2 separate regions of the Bombyx mori genome follow, and region 2 is linked to region 1. A link is a contact called in public Hi-C data. All regions are on one chromosome and are shown on one strand. The core of a region is the stretch at or near the end of the contact, and the rest is flanking DNA. Distances in the headings are between cores, read along the strand shown. Region 1 overlaps LOC101735722 (segmentation protein cap'n'collar). Region 2 overlaps LOC101735722 (segmentation protein cap'n'collar).

Region 1 (7,690 bases), core at 3,760-6,259:
TGTGTGAACGAAGCCTCATAAAAAAAAATATTGCCCTAGTAGGCAAACGAGCGTACGGCCCACCTGATGGTGAGTGGTTAACGTCGCCCATGGACTTCAGCAATGCTAGGGGCAGAGACAAGCTGCTGCAAATTGCCGCGATAATTCCTACGTTCGCAGCTAAATATTTCTTGATTCGCCAATCTAATCGGTACATACACATTGATAATAAGGATTCCAATATGTAGGGCTTCAAATTATTATTATTATTATTTTTATTGCCTTTGTAGGCAGACGAGCGTACGGCCCACCTGATGGTAAGTGGTTACCGTCGCCCATGGACTTCAGCAATTCCAGGAGCAGAGCCAAGCCGCTGCCTACTGCTTAATACTCTCCACAAGCCTCGTTTGAAGAAGGACATGTCATAGCGTTCGGGAAGCACCGAATATCTTTGTCAACGCGTCGTCAAATGAATTAATAACAAAGTAAAATAGACCTTATTACAACTGTTTCTGAAGTATGTTTTTATATTGTCACGTACGGAACGTATCGCCTATAATCCCATATATGTAAATGACCATTCCACATTCACGTGTTTCTGTATTCGCGGCGTATTTACGGAACATATAACCAAGCGAATAAGCAGCTTTTATTATATTTTAGAGAGAGAGAGAGAGATAGAGAATATATTTACTTTATTGCAAATCAAAACACAATTAACATTAGAAAACAGTCAACAAGCAAATACTTAATGGTGGTGGGACCTCTTGTGAGTCCGCGCGGTTGGGTGCCACCACCCTGCCTATTTCTGCCGTGAAGCAGTAATGCGTTTCGGTTTGAAGGGTGGGGCAGCCGTTGTAACTATACTTGAGACCTTAGAACTTATATCTCAAGGTGGGTGGCGCATTTACGTTGTGGATATCTATGGGCTCCAGTAACCACTTAACACCAGGTGGGCTGTGAGCTCGTCCACCCATATAAGCAATAAAAAAAATTAAAAAAAATACATTTGTACAATAGGCGGTATTATCGGTAAAAGCGATCTCTTCCAGACACGGAATAGATAAATAAGGTTATTTAACCTTATTTATCTATTCCGTGCTTCCAGACAACCGTTTGATTTACAGAAATTCTAGAAAATATAATGATACAGCAGGTATTATATATATTCTAGGCAGCGGCTTGGCTCTGCCCCTGGCATTGCTGACGTCCATGAGCGACGGTAACCACTCACCATCAGGTGGGCCGTATGCTCGTCTGCCTATACGGCAATAAAAAATAAAAAAAACGGTATTTTGCCGTGTACTATTAATAATACATTATTATAGAAAATACATAAATACAATAAATAGATTTATGCCGTTTATATGTAACATGAAATCACTATAGTTTGGTTTATATACCAATATACTTACATACTAATGTAATTTATATAGTTTTAATTAAAACTTAAACCATGAATTACTAGCTGTGACACTCGGCTTCGCCCACGTTATCAAATAAAATGTCAGTGTAGTTTGCTGTGAGAAAGAGAAGTTTTTTTTTTTCGGGATAAAAGTTAGCCAATATCACTCTACTGACCTAATTCTATATCAGTTTTAAAATAAATCATGCCGAGCCGTTGCGACGCCGTAGAAGTTCAAGCAAACACACAAACAAACACACAAAATCACATTTTCACATTTGTTATATCGAGGGGTGAAAAGCTATTTGGTTTAAGCGACATTTTTGCCACTTTACAGGACAGCTAGTTTGAAAAATTTGAAAAAAATATCGTAACAAAATACATTTCTTCAACTATACGAATGGATTAAACTTAATTGAAGATCAATTAAAAACATCGAACTGTTGATGCTGATGCCAAATAAAATAACCCTTTAAATACACAAGTACAACGATAAATGTCGTTAAACCAAAATTTCACCCCTCGATATGTAAGTACAAAAAAATTAATTCGAAATATAAAAATTATTGTTTTTTTTACTTCTATAATCGAACCCACAAAAATTGTAATTAACGTAAAAACAAACCCGCAAATATTGTAATTTACGTGATCACTCATGTTAGGGATTTTAATGTTTTAAGCTTTCAGCGGTGGGTTCCGTTTTGAAGAAAGAATGGACGGCTTACCGTCGTGACGGTGACATCTGTCTGATACGGAACCATTACATCTCCACTGATACAAACCTAAGTTCTACATAACATAATTTTAATTCGAAAAAAATATTGTTTTTTTTTCTTCTAAAATCGAACCCGCAAAATTGTAATTAGCGTAAAATCAAACCCGCAAAATTTTAATGTTTAAGCCTTCACCGGTGGGTTCCGTTTTGTAGAAAGAAAGGACGGCTTACCGTCGAGATGGTGACAGCTGTCTGATTCGGAACCATTATATCTCCGTTGATATAAACCTAAGTTTTACATAACATCATTGTTAGACACAGACAAATGGTCCATACGTTATATATATATATATATATATATACATATATATAGTGCATTGTACATTTCGGATAGGTACATTGTCACAAAATTTATGATTAATGCATTCCACTGAACGTCTCAATTCCGTTGGGGAAATATGATCATTAATAACTCTTATTGTTGTATTAAAATCTTTTCATGGGCAGCTAACGCTCTCGATATTGTAGCAGGAGAGGTCAGTGGTTCTCAAATTTTAAAAATACTTACGCATAATATGGAATAGTGGTCTGAGACGACTGGTGCATAGGTAGCCCTCCTATAAACACGGTAGATACGTTCTTTTTTCTTCTTCTTATTGGTGGGTGGACCTGCTCACGGCCCGCCGGAGCCCATAGACATCAACAACGTAAATGCCGTCACCCACCTTGAGATATAAGTTCTAAGGTCTCGGTATATTTACAACAGCTGCCCCACCCTTCAAACCGAAACGCATTACTGCTTCACGGGAGAAATAGGCAGGGCGGTGGTACCTACCCGCGCGGACTCACAAGAGGTCCTACCACCAGTAACCAACCTACACTTACAAAGTCGCAGGTTGTGCCAAATCGTGTTATGTGAGACTAGCCTTGTGAGCTAAGTCGCTTTTCACGAGGGGAACGGAAAGAGAGGGAGGTGGGGGCTATTTTATACCGCGACTCGCCGTCGCTGTGCCGCATGCCAATTCAACACCAATAAAAAAAGTAAACAAACGCACGTTTGTTCTCATATTTTCGACGTAAATATGCTTAACATTTTTTTGTTATGTTATTATAAAAAAGTTTGAGAGCCGCTGTCCTACCTATCAAAGAGTCATCCGGCTGCATTTTTAGTTTATTATTCATAAATCGTGTATTTGTATTGCTGCTTTCTTCCTTTTTCGTTCGTGGAAAGGATAATGCGAACGAATTAAACAGAATAAAAGAAAAAAAAATGTATATTTTTTGTTTCTTCTTGACAATTTGATGATTTTTCTTTGGGCTGTTTGAGTTTGGGTTTGAGACGACGTCTTACTCTGAGTTGCATATGCTATTCTTCATCAGGACCGGAAGACGACAAATATCACGATTTCACGTCATCACGGATCCTCCCGATCCATTAACGGTGCTTTTAGGTACCACAAGCAGCGGTCATCGTTCCCGTCGAACCCGTCGCTTGCGACGAAGGGCTCGACGAGTAAATTAACCCTCAGACACTGCCCACTGAGTTTCTCGCCGGATCTTCTCAATGGGTCGCGATTGCGAGCCTGTGGTAGATTCTGCACTGCCCTAGCTAGGGCTAGTGTTAACAAATTCCCTCAGGTTGAGCCCGTGAGCTCACCTACCGGCACGTAGCTGGAATAACCTCTTAGGCTACTAGCAAATACAGATACAGGAAAAAAGTCTGTCTATAAGGACAATGCACAATTTTTTATTAATCAATCTTTAAACCATTACTACCTTAATATACATCTTCCACTATCCAATCTCTGGCTGTTTAAGTTAACGAAAGTAAAATCAAATTCTTTTGCTGCACTAGAGTGTATTTGTACAGTAACGTCATCATTCAACAGTACCTCGTAAATGTTTTATTTAGTTTCTATTAAATTTATTATAAAAAAAAGAACATAATATTCCTAACCTAACAGTACATGTTATTATCCGCAACACGCTTCGTCAGATTACAGAAATAGAGCTATCAGCAACATGCTTCGTCAAAAAGTACAATACTTACTTTCAGCTGCAAGCGTCGTCATAAAGGACAATTAAAAATAAGTCCTTACGAAACATCTTAGTGGATCCCTTCATTTTTGAAGGTCGTGTCTAACTTGAAGTGTTGCACTACGCACTGTGCTCCTCCACTTCTTCCTGTCCTCGGCGGTCTCTATAGGCAGGCGGATCAGCATCTTTATCAGATCTGACTGGGCCCCGGGAGCTCACCTACTGGTCAAGCCTGAATGACCCCTCCAGGCTGGTACATCAATCCACCTTCTCCTTTCTAAAATATTGGCGGTAAACAGGACAGGATCGCTAATTTACTATGTTAGCATCCAATTCGGTTATTGGTTTAGCTATTTTTTTTAAATATTATATGTTTGTACTGTACTGTTTGTTTCCCAAATAAATAAATCTATACATATAAATAAAATTGGAGTGTCTGTTTGTAATATTGAAATAACCGCTTTTTACTACATGCATATGAATATATATACGGTACATATACCAAACATTTTTTACAATTTTTGTCTGTCTGTCTGTTTGTTCCGGCTAATCTCTGGAACGGCTAGACCGATTTTGACGGGACTTTCATCAGGTAGCTGATGATATAAGGAGTAACTAAGGCTACTTTTTTTAGAGTAGCTTCGCCCCGCGGCGTCAGCCGCGGTTCGACAAAAACCGCGGGTAACATCGCGGGACTCAACTATCAATAATAAAATTTAATATTTCCGAAGCGAAGCGAGGGCGGGTCGCTAGTAAATAAATAAATCTGACCAGCGGGTAGGTCCGCGTCCGCGTGATAAATGCATGGCCGTGAGTGGTCAGCAGCAGAGGGGCACGGGCTAAGTCAAGGACTCACGGAAGAAGCGGACCTAACTCGAGCACCGGTTGGGGCACGTGGAATGTGCCTTGGCAACGCATTGTGACCCTCACAGAACTGCACTACATATTCCATTAATCGAACTATTTCGGTTGATCTTCAATTATCAGTCTTATCGCTGCGAAGTGAGGTCTGTTTCTCTGTGACAGTCGGCCCATCCTTCGAATTTAGGGATCATTAAAACGCAACAGAATCAAAGGAAGCCGATATCGTGACTTGACGGAATCGGAATGCCGGAGAACAGTAACCAGCGTGTGGACCTGGTATCGATGGGACGTTGTAATGAAAATTTTAAAAGAAACAGCCAACGGTGCGGGTCTCGGTAGAATTGTCGCGCTGACTACGAAACACGGGTGTACGTAGGCATCGCGTGTGACGTCATTTGAGGCTACGAGGTAAACTAAGGTCACACGCTAATACGCAACGATTGGCCACATATGACGTCATATATGGTTTTTTTATTGTTTAGCTGAGTGGACGAATTCACGGCCTACCTGATGTTAGTTGGTCACATAGACATCTACAACATAAATGCCGCTACGTACTTCGAGACATGAGTTCTAAGGTCTCAGTATAGCTACAACGCCTGCCCCACCCTTCAAACCGAAACGCATTACTGCCTCACGGCAGAAATGGGCAGGGTGGTGGTACCTACCCGTTTTTTCTTTCGTGCCTATTCTAGTAACCTCGAGGGGCTATCTAGATTCGGTGAGCTAGTAGGTGAGCTCACGGGGTTCAAGGCGGGAGTTGCTAACACTGGCCCTAGCAAGAGCAGTGCTTCGCAGAATCTACCCCCGGATCGGAATCGCGACCCGCTGAGAAGATCCGGCGCGAAACTCAGTGGGTCGTTCTTAGGTACACGCAAAGTGATCTCGTTCGCTAACAAATGCTCACGCTACAATATCAAGTCGAACTTAAGACCGCTTTTGATTCAGGTTCTTTTAAATAGACCGTGATAATCAGAGCAAAGCAATAAGCTTATTGTGACGTCATCAGTGCTTTATGCGCCTGTGAATTCTCAAGTTAAAACGATGTCTCCAAGTCACTGAAGATTACTTTGAAAGGTTCCATTATCTATATATTAAATACGTGAAGCAAAAACTTTGTACCCCTTTTTACGAAATCGAGCAGACGGAGGAGTAGGTATGGAATTTCCCACACTTATAGAGAATATAGAGAAGGAGTGGAGAGTGATTTTTTTTTTAATTATGCATCAAAAATACAATAAATCAATAAATAAAACATTACACACACTACCATGTATTTAACACAAACACGCAAATATACTCTGTTGTTTTTTGTAAAAGTCTGTGGTCGAATTGAGAATAAATTAATATTGTTTGTCTCTAATATTATTTGTCTATAGTGTAGTTTTGGCGCAATCTGTGATTATAGAAGTATAGTCTTCGACAATAGAATCATATTAATGTTCAAACTTATAATTTCAATTAATTATAGTCGAATTTGGACTGCTGAGGGACCACTGCTATATATAAATAGATATAGGGACAGCTAATAGGGGCGCTTTAAAAAAAAAAACCGAATCCATAATTACTTCAGACGAGCCGACACATAATTCCGTTGAGAAAAGAAAAAGAAAAAAAACCCGAATTGGACCCGTCAGAAAATTCCAATTTCAAAATCGTCTAGAAACTTTTTGATTGCAATAATCAAGATGGCGCCTAGGTAGGTACGGGTGAAGGGAAAACGCGCGCGAAATAAAAACCGCCGAAGCAAAGAATTTCATTAAAATAAAACATCGATGAACAATGAGACCATTAATAAAAGCCTACCCAGAAAAAGATTAATGTCTGACGGTACCGGGCCCGGTAATAAATTGGTTTCTTTCGACCGGGGTGACCTACCCCTGGCGGCCATCTTGTGCTAACTCGACACGCGATTGGTCGGCTCCCTTTCGAATCGATAGACGACGCTTCGGTTGCGTAAGGTCGTAAGTGTCGCGTTTAGCTTTCGAGCCGTTTTCGACTTTGAGAAGGCCGATGGAAATTAATGGGAACTGGTTCTAAGTTTCGACTCGTATATAGCGTTCAGGGTTCGACGTTAGAATCGCTAGGAACCCATAAGTCTGCTTGAAGGTCGAAGCGGTCAGGGAATCTAGAAGCAACAAAAGGTAGAGATAGGCACGATTTTAAAAATATTTTATGACCATGGTAGGTGTTACCATAGCTCCAAAATTTTGTATACATTTTATTCATTACGTTTTCTCGAATATTTTTTTTATTGGTTAGATGGGTGGATGAGCTCACAGTTCGCCTGGTGTTAAGTGGTTACTGATAGATTACTGAACCCATAAACATTATCTAGACGCTTTAATATCCTGACCGGTATCGACATGATAAAGAAAACAAAAAATGAAATTTTGCTGTATTAGCGATAATTGTTTCATTTTTAAACTATCTACAAAGCTCTATTGTTTTGCTTAGTGACTAATGTTGAAAATTTGGTGTTGTCAATTAAAAAAAATACAGAAATACAAAATGTATGTTTTTTTCTTTCTAAAATTAGAATTACAATTCCTATATCTATTTATTATTTCCGCCTATTTCTGCCGTGAAGCAGTAATGCGTTTCGGTTCAAAGAGTGGGTCAGCCGTTTTAACTATACTGAGACCTTAGAACCCATATCTCAAGATGGGTGGCGCATTTACGTTGTAGAT
Region 2 (7,690 bases), core at 2,784-5,283, 39 kb after region 1:
TTCGCTCTTCGATATACAGTCTTTAAGCGACTGTTTTTTAATAATATGTTTTTTTTTATTGCTTACATGTGTGGACGAGCTCACAGCCCACCTGGTGTTAAGTGGTTACTGGAGCCCATAGACATCTATAACGTAAATGCGCCACCCACCTTGAGATAAGTTCTAAGGTCTCAGTATAGTTACAACGGCTGCCCCACCCTTCAAACCGAAACACATTACTGCTTCACGGCAGAAATAGGTGGGGTGGTGGTACCTACCGGAGCGGACTTACAAGGGGTCCTACCACCAGTATATTAATTACCACCAGTGTATTAATAACATTTTATTTTTCATTACGTCACATGAATTTCCTGTCGTAAACTATCCTCCATACATCTATATCTCTACAAAATAATATCAATGACATCTGTCAGCCTTACCGCGAAGGCGCATTTACATTGCATAGTCGAATAAAAGAACTCACGACCCGCTTAATGTTAAGTGGTTGGTAGAGCCCATAGACAACAACAAGAACGCCGTCATCGACCTCAAGACTTGAGGTCTGAATTGTACAGAATTATAACCACGCATATTACTATTTTTGCGGGTACATGATGTAATTCGTTCCACGATGACAATTTTGGTACCTGTCTGCGGAATTCGAACCCTGGCACGGTCGCTTCCCTCAAGCACACCGGTCGTCTCATCCATTAGGCTAACACATAATTAGAATTCTAAAAAAAAGGACTTTATAATCATACGCCATTTTAAAAGCCCTTTCACGAATCGCAAAGTGGAATATTCTCGAAGGATCGTGACTAAGCGCGTTCGTATCCTTTTATAATTCAAGCCCACGCCCTTTGCTGTCCGGCTGTCGATTCGAAATATCGATTATGAAAATCGCAATCGTTCTCGTATCGATACATCAGAATCGATATCGGCTTTTATCCTGTCAATGTGGACGGAATGATTTGCAGGATTTAGCATTAACATTGATGAGAACGGTTCGAGATGTGTGTTCGAATAAATGAACGCATTGAGGTCGTGTTAACGTCAAAATGCGACCTCAAGACGAAGAGGTCTTTGGCTAGAAACTACCCTCCAGTGTTTTCGGAGCGCTATAACAATATCCTTCTTCAAATAAGGCCAGGGCCCTCAAACTGCGATACTTTAAGACAAAAAATTTTTTTTATATGGAAACTAGCGACATCTTGTAGCCGATGCCCCTAAACTTATATATTAAACACAGAATGTTAAAAAATAATAAATCATACAAATATTTATTTGTTACAGACAAATTGATTAAATTTTATCAATTTGTGGTTTCTGAAAACTTACAAAATCTTTCTTTCTTAAAAAAATTTTAAGTGTATTTAGATGGTTGGACGAGCTCACGGCCCACCTGATATTAATTGTTTACCATGCTCATAGACATCTACAATGTAAATGCCACACAGAACCCACCTTGAGATCTGAGTTCTCAGTATAGTTACAACGGCTGCGCCGCCCTTCATGCCAAAACGCGTTACTGCTTCACGGCAGAAATAGGCAGGGCGGTGGTGCCTACCCGTGCGGACTCACAAAACGTTCTACCATCAGTAATTACGCAAATTATAATTTTTGCGGGTTTGATTTTTATTACACGATGTTGTAATAAACATTTTCGGTAAAATTTAGATTTTCAATACCTGCAAAATCTTTAGTGTTTTTAGCTAAGCGCATTTTTGTACATATTATAAGTACAATATCTAGGTAATAGTTAGTAACAATAAACGGAAGACGAAAAAAAAAAGAAGGATAATCCAACAAAGCGAACCTGGTTTATATTTAGTAATAGCCCTTAAATAACAGATGGCGGCAGCGGTAGGTTCATTCGTGTTAATACGTTTTTTTTAGTTGTTTACTGTCAACTATGACATGTCCTTCTTCAAACGAGGCGTGTGGACAGTATTTAACTGTAGGCGGCGGCTTGGTTCTGCCCCTGGCATTGTCTAAAGTCCATGGGCGACGGTAACCACACACCATCGGGTGGGCCGTATGATAGTCTGCCGATAAGGGCAATAAAAATCTATATTCATATTATAAAGCTAAAGAGTTTGTTTGTTTGTTTGGTTGAACGCGCTAATCACAGGAACTACTGGTCTGATTGATCCGAAAAATTCTTTCAGTGTTAGATAGCGCATTTACCGAGGAAATCTATAGGCTATATAAGATCACGGCAAGACCAATACAAGCGGAGCACCAATAAAAATTGTTTCAAAATCGGAGTTTTTTTCCTTTTGAGAGCTTCCGCTGCGTGCGCTGTGGAAATGCTTAAAGTTTCGCTAAAATAATGTATGACGGAATTGTTCCCCTTTAAAAGTTCTAAAAAAAGTCCACGACAGCAAATTTTGATATTTTAAGGTTGGCTCACTATTAATCTTTTTTATGCTAACCAATTTTTTTCTAAATAAAGCTTATTTGTGAAGCTGTTTTTATAAAGAGGATATTAATCCATCCAATTATATTAATCTGTCCAAATAAACACGTTATTCATTAAAATTATTTAGTTCCTTCTATGTAAATGAAGTTGCGGGTAAAACTTAGCTTTATCCCAAACTAACTTCCACACGGATGAAGTCGCGGGCAAAAGCTAGTAGTAAATTAATAAAAAAACACACGGACGTGTAATTTTTCGAATCTTAACGTATTTTTCCATATGCTTTGACTTAAGTGTCGTCTACAATTATAATAATTACCTTAGTGTACCTACCATTTTCGCGTCACAAGAACGCATTTACCTAAAGAATAATATGGTAATTATGGTCATTAAATCGTAACGATTGGAGTATTTTTAATAAGAATTCATTCGTTTAGTACGTATGTTTATAACAAAGCTGTGTCTGGCTATATCGTAGAGTGAAAAGCTATTTAGTATAAGCGAAATTTCGCTTAACACGCGAGAGAGAGAGAGAGTATTCTTTATTGTACACCAAAAAACAAATAAACAGTGCGATACATTAAACACAAAAAAGTACAATTGGCGGTCTTATCGTTAAGAGCGATCTCTTCCAGACAACCATTAGGTGGACAAGAATCACGCGACATTTATCTTTGCAATTAAAGATCCGTTTTATTCGGTATCAGCATCAACGGTTCGTTGTTTCTAATTGAACTTCAATTAAGTTTACCTCATTCGAATAGCTGAAGAAGTTTTCTTTTTTTAATGATATTTTTCCAAATTTTAAACTTTGCTCTCCTGTAAAGTTGCAAAAATGTCGCTTAGCCTTTGACCACTCGATATATTGGAACCAGGCGAGGGGATAAGACGAATGGGATCTGAAGCTATCTACACTTAGCATTGGGAGGACCTGGGTTGAAATATAGAGGGGGTAACCCAAGTCCCAAAAAATATGTCGTATCGGATCTATTCGATCCACTTTCGGTGCTTTTAGGGTCTCCAAGCACCGGTCATGGTTCTCGTTGAAATAGCAGAGCAACGTGGCGAAGATTTTGAAGTATGCGACCCAGATAATAAGCACAAATTACTCTAATTACGGAACTTCTAAATGTTCTAAGCCGAGAACGAGAATCGGAACTAACTATACTGAGGCCTTAGACCTCATTTCTCAAGGTGGGTGGCGGTATTTACGTTGTAGATGTCTATGGGCTCCAGTAACCACTTTACACCAGGTGGGCTGAGATCGTCCACAAACCTAAGCAACAAAAGACTGGTCAACCTGTCACCTGACAAGTAGGAGAGCTCACGCGGCTCAGCCTGAGGTATGCTGCTCTAATGCTGGTCCTAGCAAGACCAGTGCTTCGCTGAATCTAACACCGGAGCGCAATCGCGACCCACTGAGAAGATCCGGCGAGAAACTCAGCGGGTTGTGTCGGAGGGTACGACGAGAACGATGACCGGTGTTAGTGGATCGGGAGGATCTGAAATGACGCCATTACCGAAGATAATGCTGTAAGGCCCTCGTGTTCTGTGCAGCTGTCGCAACAGTTTAGCCTCAAACCTCAAAATTTTTTTTTCGTCTATCCACTAATAAAACGATTTGTCAGTCCGTACGTCACGCAGGTGGTCCCCACCTGTTTACAAGTCATTTGTCAAAGACACGTCGAAACGATGCCACAGTGTTGCTGGTTTTTAGAAGTGACATAATTTATTTTTTTGTAAATTTACGCTAAACCAATTGAAATATTTAGTAATCGCGAAGGCTCGACGAGATTTCGGGTCGTTTATTGGTAATCGCCTACCAGTGCCCATGGACCTCAAAATACTAGGTCGTGTATTTAAGCGGATGTTTGCCTTTAAAACGCAATAACATACTTATCTACAGCAGTTGAGCAGCGGATTAATTGGGACGAAAAACTGTATACGCTTTTTTTTTTTTTTTTTTCGAAAGACTGACGAGATCCACTAAAACTCGCATTAGCGGTTAACCCAAAGTGTCTACAAGAGAATTAGAGGGACAATATAAACACGGCCCTTTGCTCGGCGGGCGAGTGAAAAAAAAATGTTACCTACGTACCTGTCAAGCTACTGTCAACGGACCATTTGTCAAGTGCTCGAGGATCACGGCGGCTGTCTCGATTTAAGGCAGACAGAGAGAGAGAGAGAGAGAGAGTGAGAGAGGGAGACCAGAAACTAAACATACGGTTTGATGTCTCGTTGCGAATCCTTTACAGTTCTACTTGTGGTATTGTGAGTCCGCGAGGGTAGGTAACACTGTTTTAGCTATTTCTGCCGCGAAGCAGTAATGCGTTTCGGTTTGATGGGGAGGCCTTTGTACTGTAAAAATTGAGACCTTAGAACTATTATTTCAAGGTAGGCGACGGCATTAACGTTGTAGATGTCTATGGGCTCCGGTGACCACTTCACACTAGGCGGATCGTGAACCAGTCCGTACATCTTAGCAATAGATAATGTAAAGTTGAAAAGCTAAGGTTGTCCTGGTGGAGAACGTAGTAATCTCAATTTTTATTACTACTTGCGAAGATCAAAGACTATATTATCATGGGAGTGTAAGGCTATTTTGTTTTACCGACATTTTTGTTACTTTACAGGAGAACCATTTAATGTTTATAATTTGGTAAAAAATGTGATGGTATGGATATGTGATGAGACGAAATGAAAATGAGGTTGAGGTAAGAGAGTGTTAACTATGAATGTGGAAGGATATAGAGGAAGAGGTAGACCTAAGAAGAAATGGGTGGATTGCGTGAAAGACGATAATAATATGTGTATGAGGGGAGTGAGCGAAGAAATGGTATATGATAGAGGAGTGCTGATTGGGAGAAGGGCAGGAGAATGACGAATTTATTAAAAAATATCATAAAAAAAACACTTCTTCAGCTATTTGAATGGGGTAAACTTAATTGAAGTCAATCAAAAACATCGAACTGTTGATGCTGATACTAAATAAAACGGACCTTTAATTACAAAGATAAATTTCGCGTGTTGGGCGAAATGTCGCTTATACTAAATACCCTTTTATCCTTCGGTATTACAGCTCTGATCCAATTTTTACGTCTTAAACTAAGCCAGCAGCAGACCCACAGCCAAACTTGTGTTAAATGCTGAATCTTTCGAAAACTAATCTATATCTTATATATTAATACGTGAAGCAGAACCTTTGTACTCCCTTTTTACGAAAATCGCGCGGACGGAGGAGTACGAATTTTCCCACACTTATATAGAATATAGAGAAGGAGTGCCCCGTCATGACTTACGCGAGTGTGGTGTTCGCTCACGCGGCCCGCACAAACATAGACACCCTTCAATCTCTACAATCCCGCTTTTGCAGGTTAGCCGTCGGAGCTCCGTGGTTCGTGAGGAACGTTGACCTACACGACGACCTGGGCCTCGAATCTATTCAGAAATACATGAAGTCAGCGTCGGAACGGTACTTCGATAAGGCTATGCGTCATGATAATCGCCTTATCGTTGCCGCCGCTGACTACTCCCCGAATCCTGATCACGCAGGAGCCAGTCACCGTCGACGCCCTAGACACGTTCTTACGGATCCATCAGATCCAATAACCTTTGCATTAGACGCCTTCAGCTCTAACACTAGGAGCAGGCTTAGGGACCTCGGTAACCGTACTCGTCGAACTCGACAAAGAGTTCGCCGTGCAACCTAACCCATGAATCAGCTCGCTGAGTTTCTCGCCGGATCTTCTCAGCGGGTCGCGATTCCGATCCGGTAGTAGATTCATTCGCGAAGCAGCTACTCTTGAGTTGTTAGGTCTCCTTCGGAGGCGCTCGGGCAGCTGTTAGCAAATCCCACCCCTCCTGGCTGAGCCTTTGCTCGCCCACCTGTCCTGGTGAAACTGGAAAGGCCTCCGGGCCACCAGTAATTCTTCAATCATAAAAAAAAAAAAAAAAAAAAAAAAAGGCGTGCAGAATGCAAATTTTTTTGTTTAAATTCTCATCTCATTTAAATTTCGTAACTTATAAACTGTTTTTCGGAAAAAATGGGCGGGATGGCGTTACCTACTTTGTGGAAAAATTTGTATCCGCCTGCGGGATTCGAACCTTGGCAAAGTCGCGTCGATCGATACGAACGCACCGGCCGTCTTATCCTTTAGGCCGATATTTGCATTACTCGTTCAACTGACAAGGCGTTGCCATGACAACGAATAAAAAAAAACTGCCGAAATTTCGGGAAAAATTAATAGAAAAAGAAATTATTTCACCGAAAGCTATTCATTGGAATTGAATCGAATAATGTTCGTCAGACCGTACAACGATTATGTTAATAATTACTATTAAACTAATTACTATTTCATTGTTCTTTTCTGCATGAACTCTGCTGGGTGATTCGGTTTTTAAATCATGATTAATATTCATATGTTGAGTGCGGGATAGGGTTATTTCTTCGTCTTTTCTCTGCCTATTTGCTGGTAGTCTAAGGGACTATTCTAGCTATGCGTGGACGGGTAAGTGAGCTCACGGGCTCGACCTGAGAGAATTTGCTAACACTAGCCCTAACAAGAGCAGTGCTTCGCTGAATCTACCACCGGATCGGAATTGCGACTCAATGAGATGATCAACGAGAAACTCAGTGGGCTGTGTCTATGGGTTAAGTTGCCCGTCGAAATATAAATCGTATTCCACATGATCAGTGCTTGGAATACTTCGGAATCACCGAGAAAGGATCGGGAGGATCCGAAAAGACATGTCTATGACCACGGCAAATATTACGAGTGATATCGTCGTAGGATATAAAGGGATTGATTAAATTCAAACCACAGACACAGCCCATTTATTTTTTCTCGCCGGATCTTCTCAGCGGGTCGCGTTTCCGATTCGGTGGTAGATTCTGCGAAGCGCTGCTCTTGCTAGGGTTCGTGTTAGCAAAAACGTCAGGTTTGAGCCCCGTGAGCTCACATACTCGCCCGGTGACGCTGATGAGGTCTGTCAAGACCATCAGCTTAGGTATGAAAAAAAAAACCAGTACACAGGTGAAATCTATTCAACTAAAATTATTTACTAATAATTTAATTGTATATATCTATATATGTATACATAGTTCGCGACAATACCCGTCTAACACACAATAGGAATGTATTTAGATATCGAGAAGAAAGTTAGATGAAAAAAAATAACGCGGTAGGTAACCCATGTCGCTGATCAGGTCGACTTTTGGATTTTATTGAAATAACTGTAGACTTATTTGCGGGTACGCAGTACGCACAGATATGTATGTATATATCTATACAT

What was found. A called contact is a pair of places that touch in the nucleus more often than the background predicts.
Region 2: a Hi-C map of midgut shows a contact between it and region 1, with 1.8 times the contacts expected there. The contact joins two enhancer-like sites. A contact is called at or near these places in 3 of 7 Hi-C or Micro-C datasets (midgut and whole pupa).

The regions. Positions count from the first base shown.
Region 1 is chr11:1,721,597-1,729,286 of ASM3026992v2, forward strand. The region is part of intron 5 of LOC101735722 (segmentation protein cap'n'collar); the gene reads left to right. Among protein-coding and RNA genes, the nearest start is that of Mir3356, 4.1 kb to the right of the region's middle. Within about 2 kb of position 5,010, at least 2 of the 8 cell types and tissues checked have open chromatin away from gene starts, as enhancers often do.
Region 2 is chr11:1,761,483-1,769,172 of ASM3026992v2, forward strand. The region is part of intron 7 of LOC101735722 (segmentation protein cap'n'collar); the gene reads left to right. Among protein-coding and RNA genes, the nearest start is that of Mir3356, 36 kb to the left of the region's middle. Within about 2 kb of position 4,034, at least 2 of the 8 cell types and tissues checked have open chromatin away from gene starts, as enhancers often do.